2 separate regions of the Gossypium hirsutum genome follow, and region 1 is linked to region 2. The links are chromatin contacts, called in public Hi-C maps. All regions are on one chromosome and are shown on one strand. The core of a region is the stretch at or near the end of the contact, and the rest is flanking DNA. Distances in the headings are between cores, read along the strand shown. Region 1 holds the start of LOC107887989 (protein SODIUM POTASSIUM ROOT DEFECTIVE 2). Region 2 holds the start of LOC107885954 (histone H4).

Region 1 (4,287 bases), core at 807-3,306, 230 kb after region 2:
AAAATTATAAAAATCGAACCAACTAATTTTTTAGCTAAACTCAACTGGCCCATATTGGTTTATGGGACCGGTTTTTGCCTCTCTTTAGACTAATACCCCATCAACTCCCATTTTGACTTATCAGTTTAGTTCGGTTCATACAACATTGAGCTAAACTCCTTAGATTTAAGTTGTTCATACAATAAGTATACATATATTTGACATTTGATTCACGTGTTACAAATGAGCTCCATGCTAAATCCAATGTAGTATTTAACATCTAAGCTAATAATAGGGCAATGGAAGAACCTAAATGACATGATACTAGTACTTTAAAGACTCAATTAATTAGAAAATTGTGAAGTTTAGATATTAATTTAGAATTTAAGCAATTGGTTGAGAATGTCTAATAAAATTAATAAGGCTATAAATGAACAGAGTATTCGATAAACAATTTGATTTCTATTTGTTTATATTCATTTATCAAGCAAACATTAACCATACATATTTATGCACGTTTATTAAATGAACCAAACACGAATAAGATATATTTATGTTCACGAACAAATTTATTCATAATCGTTTAAAATTCATTTAATAAATTATTTAAAGTTTGCTTGAAACTCGTTTATTGGACAATTATTATTTTAAAAGAAAGATATTTAGTAGAGTGCGTAAATTCAATCATTGCTTTTTAAGCTATCCACTGAAGTGAGTTCAATAATTAATTCTTCGCATTTTATAGAGGATTAAAAGAAAAGAAAGTTAGTTAGCTACTCTTAATCTGCCCACTAATTAAAGCCCCCCACAGCTTTAAACGCGTGATTATTTATTTATTCATAAAGTAAAGGTTTGACTTAGGGAGATGCATAGAATTGCCATGGATAACCTTACATCCGATACTTTAAATATTTATTTTTTCTACATATTTAGATATATAATAATTCGTATTTGTACTTGTATTCATGTATAACAATTATAGTGATTTATGTATGTGTATGTGATTTGTTTGTGCAGTTTTTTCATGCTTAGTTTTTCATGGAAAGTTTAGGATCCTTGATTTAAAAAAAAAAACAAATTTTATATACAAATTAATTAATGGTTTTTGTTAGTTTCATTAATTATTTGTCAAAAAGAAAAACATCATTTTAAATCCCCAAAATGATATGGTAATGATGCAAGTTATGTTATTGATGTTTTGTGAGGAATTACTCATTGTTTTATGAGTCCCCACCAAAAAAAAAAACACTTTTTTGAAATCAACAAGTTGTAATTTGTGGGGGTTTATCTTTCATGTGAACAAAACTAAAGAAAAAGCTTCTTTTCCATATTATATATATGAGCTTCAAAGTTGAAAGTAATTCACACCATGTCTTAAGACTCAATGGTTAGGGTTTAAAAGTGTTTGGAGTCTTGTGCTAACAATGTAGTAAGCTATCAATAATGGAGTAGTATCTTGGAATCTTTTTTAAGGCTTAACTATAAAATTAGCCTCTAAATCATATCGTTTTTCTTGTTTAGATATTTAAAGTTTTTTTTAGTCAAATGTGATATTTAAATTATCAATTTAGTCTCATTTAATCTAAAAAATATACTACATCTAATAAAAATACAGCACGTGTTTAGTATTTGATTAATTTAGAGTAAAATAAGACAAAATTAAATCTTCATATATTACATTTCATAAAAAAAATTACTTAGTGAAGAAAGTGATATATTGTGAGAGTTTAGAGCTTGGCATAAGCCCTTATGATCAACCATGAAATGATCTAATTTAATTAGTCCAGCGACAATTCACATAATAGGCATACAAACATTTCAAGACAGACAATGGGATTACATAGGTAGAAATATAGAGATAGGGGAATTAAAAAGCATATCCTAGAATATGCAGATTGCAAAGGCAGCTAAGTAAGTTGATAACAAAAGTGGTGGACACTAAATGCTGTAATCAATGTGCAATTGATTGATGATGGAACTTGGGTTTGCCATGTAAAAGGGGACCCTTGTGATGGGAAAGTGGCATAATCATTACAATCAATCTTCATCTTACACTGTGGCTTCATAATTGTGAGCAGTTCATAACAGTAGCTCTATATTAACACACGAATGCAAGAATATGTAGATGAATTGATCCAAATTCCATCATGTTTTTGCTATCTCCATTAACCGTTCTCTCTTCTTCATTTGAAGATCATTGTAATGATTTCTACATCCTTATTGGGTGGTTTCAAAGAGCTATATAGCCCAACAAATAAGCCGATCATATATGAAGCTAGCTAGTTGGTTTCAAAAACTATAACCCCCAATAGTATTAGTGGGACTAATCATTTCATACAAAGTTGAGTAACATTAAAATAATGTCTGAAGTTAATCACAACTTTGAAGGTCCAAGTTTCAATCACGTTTCCGGATGTATATGATTAAATAACAAAAACTTTCAATGTGGGACCAACGTCCCTCTCTATCCCTTAATCTCACCTGCTTTAAAACTAAGATTAATTTGCCCTCTAACTCTATTAGCTTTTCTTTCTCCAAACATGAAAGGAATGGATATTTTCTGTGCATCTCAAGCTTCAACAGCCATCTGCTCTAGCTTGGACCATCGTTCCATGGTCCGTCGAGGCCACAGACCACTCGACCGGCAACGTTCGAAGCCTTATGCACCTATAGTTCCAGGGCTGCCTCACCATGAAAAGAGTAGAAAGAGCTCTGCTAAGCCGAGTGATGTACGTCGAAAAAGCTCAGCTGATATTCATGATCTCAACAGTCCTCCTGGTTCCTCTAGGTATCTCCTAAGTGATACACCCTTTGTAGATTGGTTATCAGACTCCGATCACGTCTCACCGGCGGTTCCGTCTCGTGGTGTAAGCACCGAAGATTCTCTGGCTTTAAAATCATCTTCGTCGGCTCGGTCTCAGGACCAGGTTAGTGTTTGATCGTTGTTCTTTGCTTTGATCATAAGAAACAGCAATTAAGTTGTGGTTCAAAACAATAGCAGGTAGTGGTGTTGAGGGTGTCAATCCATTGCAAAGGATGTGAAGGAAAAGTAAGAAAACATATTTCAAAAATGGAAGGTAACTAACTAAGCCAAAATGGGCTACATTTATTAGTTAATTTATGCACGAAACTTAAAGGCATGGGGTTATTTTTGTTTTGTGCAAAATTGTTAATTGCAGGAGTGACATCCTTCAGTATAGATTTGGCCACAAAGAAAGTGACAGTAATTGGTGATGTAACTCCCTCAAATGTGCTAGCAAGCGTTTCCAGGGTAAAAAATGCACAGTTCTGGCCATCTGCAACTGTAGCAGCAGCACCTCCATTGCTCAAAACTCCATTGCAGATAAAAAACAAAAAGCAGGACTAGGGTTTTTTCCTTTCCAAAAAAAACAAGAGTGTGTTTTCCCTTGTCTAGTTGCGTGCTTAGATACTAATTAACATTTGAGTTTTAATGTAAACAAATCAAATGTAAGCTTTTTGGGGGATTATTGTCAGAACATTTTCGTTTCTTTTAAGAGCCAATTGTTAAAGATGAAATTTGGTGTACTTATGCTTTCTGATCATCTTCAAATCATCACAAATATTCCCCTTTTTTCTATACCCTTTCGCTCTCCGATAATAGGGAAAGGATTGTACGAAACAGTGACGCCACATCATTTGTATCCCTTTTCAATAGTTTTATGTCACATCAATATTCTTATCCTGAATTTCAGAAGTTTATCCTGAATTTCAGTATTTTAATTTGGATTTGATTTTTTTAATGATAAAATCCTAAAATTCAGGATAAGAATACTGATGTGGCATAAAACTATTGGAAAGAGATACAGATGATATGGCATCACTGTTTCATACAATCCTTTCTCCCGATAATAAGTAGAGAAGGGATGGTATAAAATTGTGAATCTACATTATTAGAAAGGGATAAGGATAGAGGGAAAATTATAATTTCATACAATCACTTCTCTACATAACATAGTTGGGCCTCCATGATTAATGGTATAATTCCAACATTAATTCTTCTCGAGTATTAATAATTCAATTTGATTTTTTTAACTTTTTTATTAAATAATTTTTTCTATTTTTGACGTCTCTTATAAATAAATAAAAAATTCAATCTAAGCAATTTTAATATGAAAATTTTAATTTTGTCTCCCAATTTTTTAAAATTTTATACTCTTTCATCACATACTGCATGATTTTATCTTGGTTATTGAGCTCCTTTAACACTCAATTTTATTTAAAAGATATTAAACTCTTTATCCTCCAACCCAACTTTTTACCTTTATGTGGATTCAAAAGTGGTGTAGC
Region 2 (3,895 bases), core at 1,301-3,800:
ATGATGGGAGATGATGGCAATCGGCTGTGAGAATAGTGGCTAGAAATAGTGAAGGCACTGTTCTTTTATCGTGTTTGGAGATCCATCAACGAGTTGTATCAGCCTTCGCTACGGTGGCACTCATGTTCCGCAAAGCAATCCAAATAGGCATAGACATGCAATGGCAATAAATAATCATAAAAAAAGATTCCTTATCAATAATTAAAAAGTGCAAGGTGAAAAACCCAGATAAGTCTCTGATAGGTGCTTACATTCATGATATTCAACAGCTACTGGTAAAATACAAGAAATGCAGGTTTGAATACATCCCTCCAATGGAAAACAGTCTAGCACATATTTTAGCAACTGAAACATTGAAGAATAAGAAGGAATTTTACCTGGTAGGAAGCGTCCCTGAATCTGCAGAAAAGAAAGAAGAAAGGGATAGGGTGAGAGAACCAGACTGAAATGAAAGCGAGAAGATGACATACGGAGAGTTTGAAAAGGGATATCAATGGATTCGGTGGAAAAGACTCTCATTGGAAATCTAGAAGCGTCTTGATGAAGAAATGGCAGATTGAAAAGACAAGACGGCAACAGATCGGTTCTGATTGAGTAGAGTAAATGCGTGTTTAATGCGATTCCAGAGTATTCTGATTTTAATTTTTGTTTTTGATTTTTCCGGGCCAAACTTTAATTTTGAGCCATCCTTTTCTGTTATTTTATTATTAGGCTTGGTTTTAGTTCTCTTTTATTTTTCATTTGATTGGTTCGGGCCAATTGTTATATCTGGGCCTCTATTTCGTTTGTTTCTCCTTTTGCTTTATGTTTTTTGTATTATTGGTTTATTATAATAAAGCCCAACCTGATTATTAGCTTAAAAAAATATAAATTTTGGTTCGATTAACGGTTAAAGATTTTTTATATTTCGGATAATTCGGTTAATAGTAATTCGATTTGAGTATTAATTGAACTAACTTTTTGAACACCCCTAGTGAGTGGATAGAACAAGGAGCCTTTCCAGATTCCCTTGACGACAATTTGATTGTGCTTATGTTGAAGAAGGATAATCCAACACAAATTCAAGAATTCCACCTTATTGCATTATGTAATGTGATTTACAAAATTGGTTAAAGTGATTGTTTGAAAAGTTAGTATTTAAAATTGAATATGTAGAATATAAGATATTAAATGATGTCGTCACAAGGAGTAAATATGCGCTATACTTTTTTTTTCTTAATCGAGGTTGTCTCACTAAGTTTTTTTTTGAGTAATGTACTTTAGGACTCTAAGAGTCATTAGAAATTATACTTTTTATGTCTATAAATAGACTTTACAGGAATTTTGTAAACAGCCAAATTGATCAATAAAATTCAAAGTTCTTTTGATGCCTCTATTTCTTTTATTCTTTGTTTTGCTTATTATTTATTTCATAAATCACAACTTTTTCCTTATATTTTATACTTGAATTTCCATTCAAATAATAACTCTATTTTAAAATTAGTGCAACTTTTTTAATTAATAATTACAAATTAAATTATAATTATTTTTAAATGTGAATTTAATAATATGATAAAAATATTTTCATCAGTTAATTTTTTTTTCAAACTCATACTTTTATATATATATATTATAAATAGATTATAGAATTGACATTAATATCATTATAAAAATAATAAACCAAATTACATTTTTAATATGTAAATAATGAAAAAAAAAACTAAAACCACAATTATACCATATTTTATTTATATCAACCAATCGCTTTCAAATATTGGCAGCCAGTAGACATGTATTTGCCATGTATTTGCCATTTGCCAAATTAGAAGTTAGGGTAAACTATAAAAATAGTCATTTTTATTTGCCTCAAGTTATATTTTAGTCACTTATGTTATTATTTTGTTACGAAGTGATCACTCTTCCGTTAAGTTCCGTTATCTCCCTAACGGTAATCCTACGGGGCAGTCCAATTAGATTTTATAGTCAATGAAAGTTGGTAATATTGTAAAGTTGTTTTTAATACTCGGTTTTATAACAAGCAAACATCTGGAACAAGAAAGTTCAAAGTTCGCCCTCAATGTTTGCACATTTTTGAATGTAAGTCCTTATACAATTTACATTTGTAACCCAGAGGATGTATGAGTATATCTATTAATACATACTTTATCCGACTAAATTATCTGTTAATAGTAAATGAAATGTATAATTTAGCCGAATAAAGTATGTATTAACAGATGAGCTTAAAATATAGTTGGATTGCCACGTAAGATTACCGTTAGGGAGATAACGAAACTTAACGGAAGAATGATCACTTCGTAACAAAATAATAACATAAGTGACTAAAATGTAATATTTCAAATACAAATAACTAAAATATAACTTGGGACAAATAAAAATAACTATTTTTATAGTTTGAGTTCTCGCCCCAAAAATTCATTTTCGAATTTCAACTCGCATAACAAAAGGCGCTTGAAAAAAAGCTGCTAATATTCCACGTCATCGATCCGCGTCAGCTATTCTTATCTCCACCCTTGATTTTAACTAATCGACGGCCGAAATTCATTATCATTAATATCACGCGGATCGGTCTACCAATACAACACTCCGCACTTCTCCTATAAATACGTCGACTATTTTAGATTATACCACAAGTTTTCAATATATCTTCACAGAAGTTCTATCGATTTCAGTTTAGCATTCATAATGTCAGGAAGAGGAAAGGGAGGCAAGGGTTTGGGTAAGGGAGGAGCGAAGCGTCACCGTAAGGTCCTCCGTGATAATATCCAGGGAATTACGAAGCCGGCTATTCGGCGTTTGGCTCGTAGGGGAGGCGTCAAGCGTATCAGCGGCTTGATCTACGAAGAAACCCGTGGTGTTCTTAAGATCTTCCTGGAGAACGTGATTCGTGACGCTGTCACCTACACAGAGCACGCGAGGAGAAAGACTGTGACTGCTATGGATGTGGTTTATGCACTCAAGAGGCAGGGCAGGACTTTGTATGGATTCGGTGGTTAAATGTGATTTAGGGTTTAGGTTTTAGAATGGTGGTGTCTTAGGGGGGATTTGAAGTCTTGCTGTCAAGAATGTTTGACCTTTGGGTTAGGGATTGTAATTAGGGGGTGTTTACCCGTTTGTTTGTTTTGTGGGTTGTGTAATTCGTGCTTCGAATTGCAGATTTCAATGAAATTTTAACTTCATTTTGTTAATTTGTATGTCTTACTTATTTTGAATTTAATTTATTTCTGGTTTACGGTGTTTTGATGAGGAGATTGGCAAAAGGAAAATGAAGTCTGCAAAATTTAGGAGCTAAAGAAAGCTGAAAGCGTATATGAAAGTCATCTTGATGCTCTAATTTGCTCATTCGATAGTTTAAATTTTACTGTCAAGAATGTTCGAACTTAGGGGTTTTTATTTTGGATTATACGAAGTTATAAGTTGGTATCTGTTGATTGCTTCTGTGTTTTGTAACTCATGCTTCGAGTTGCAGATTTGAATGATATTTGAACTTCGTTTTGTTTACTTTAATGTGTTTCTGGTTTTGAATTTACTTATTTTCTGGTTTATGGGGTTTGAAGAAGATATTGGAAAATTAAAATTGTTGATCTGCTTTGGCTTTATCAAGAGCTTACGAGTTAACAGACTGAGGGTACACCACACTAGTAGGATGTTGTCTAATATTGTTGAGTTCACATAGAACACTTTGACACCCAACAGATAGTACTACAGAACCATGACAAGTTGATAGTTTGCCTAAAGTTTAATTTAACCCCATAGCCTATAGCATATAGGTCACTATAGGTCAATGATGGGAGGCATGCTGCACATTGAGCATCCACGGAAGTTCTGATCTTGATCCTCTAAATGTTAATACAATTACTGTATAATCATTCAGCTTTATGCTTTATAGATTTAGTTG

Evidence for each region. A called contact is a pair of places that touch in the nucleus more often than the background predicts.
Region 1: a contact with region 2 is called in a Hi-C map of leaf, with 1.9 times the contacts expected there. The contact joins the promoter of LOC107887989 here to the promoter of LOC107885954 in region 2. A contact is called at or near these places in 2 of 34 Hi-C or Micro-C datasets (leaf and seedling).

The regions. Positions count from the first base shown.
Region 1 is chrA03:7,632,140-7,636,426 of Gossypium_hirsutum_v2.1, forward strand. It overlaps LOC107887989 (protein SODIUM POTASSIUM ROOT DEFECTIVE 2), which reads left to right and starts at 2,057. Exons shown (of 3, transcript XM_016812186.2): 1 at 2,057-2,906; 2 at 2,981-3,056; 3 at 3,159-3,516. The coding sequence starts at 2,520. The coding sequence ends at 3,346.
Region 2 is chrA03:7,399,071-7,402,965 of Gossypium_hirsutum_v2.1, forward strand. LOC107885954 (histone H4) reads left to right here and starts at 2,551. Exons shown (of 1, transcript XM_016809720.2): 1 at 2,551-3,185. The coding sequence starts at 2,683. The coding sequence ends at 2,994. It overlaps LOC107885955 (calcium-transporting ATPase 1, endoplasmic reticulum-type), which reads right to left. Exons shown (of 9, transcript XM_041107247.1): 9 at 3,561-3,895. The coding sequence ends at 3,864. It overlaps LOC107885956 (a long non-coding RNA gene), which reads right to left and starts at 767. Exons shown (of 2, transcript XR_001680592.2): 1 at 1-767.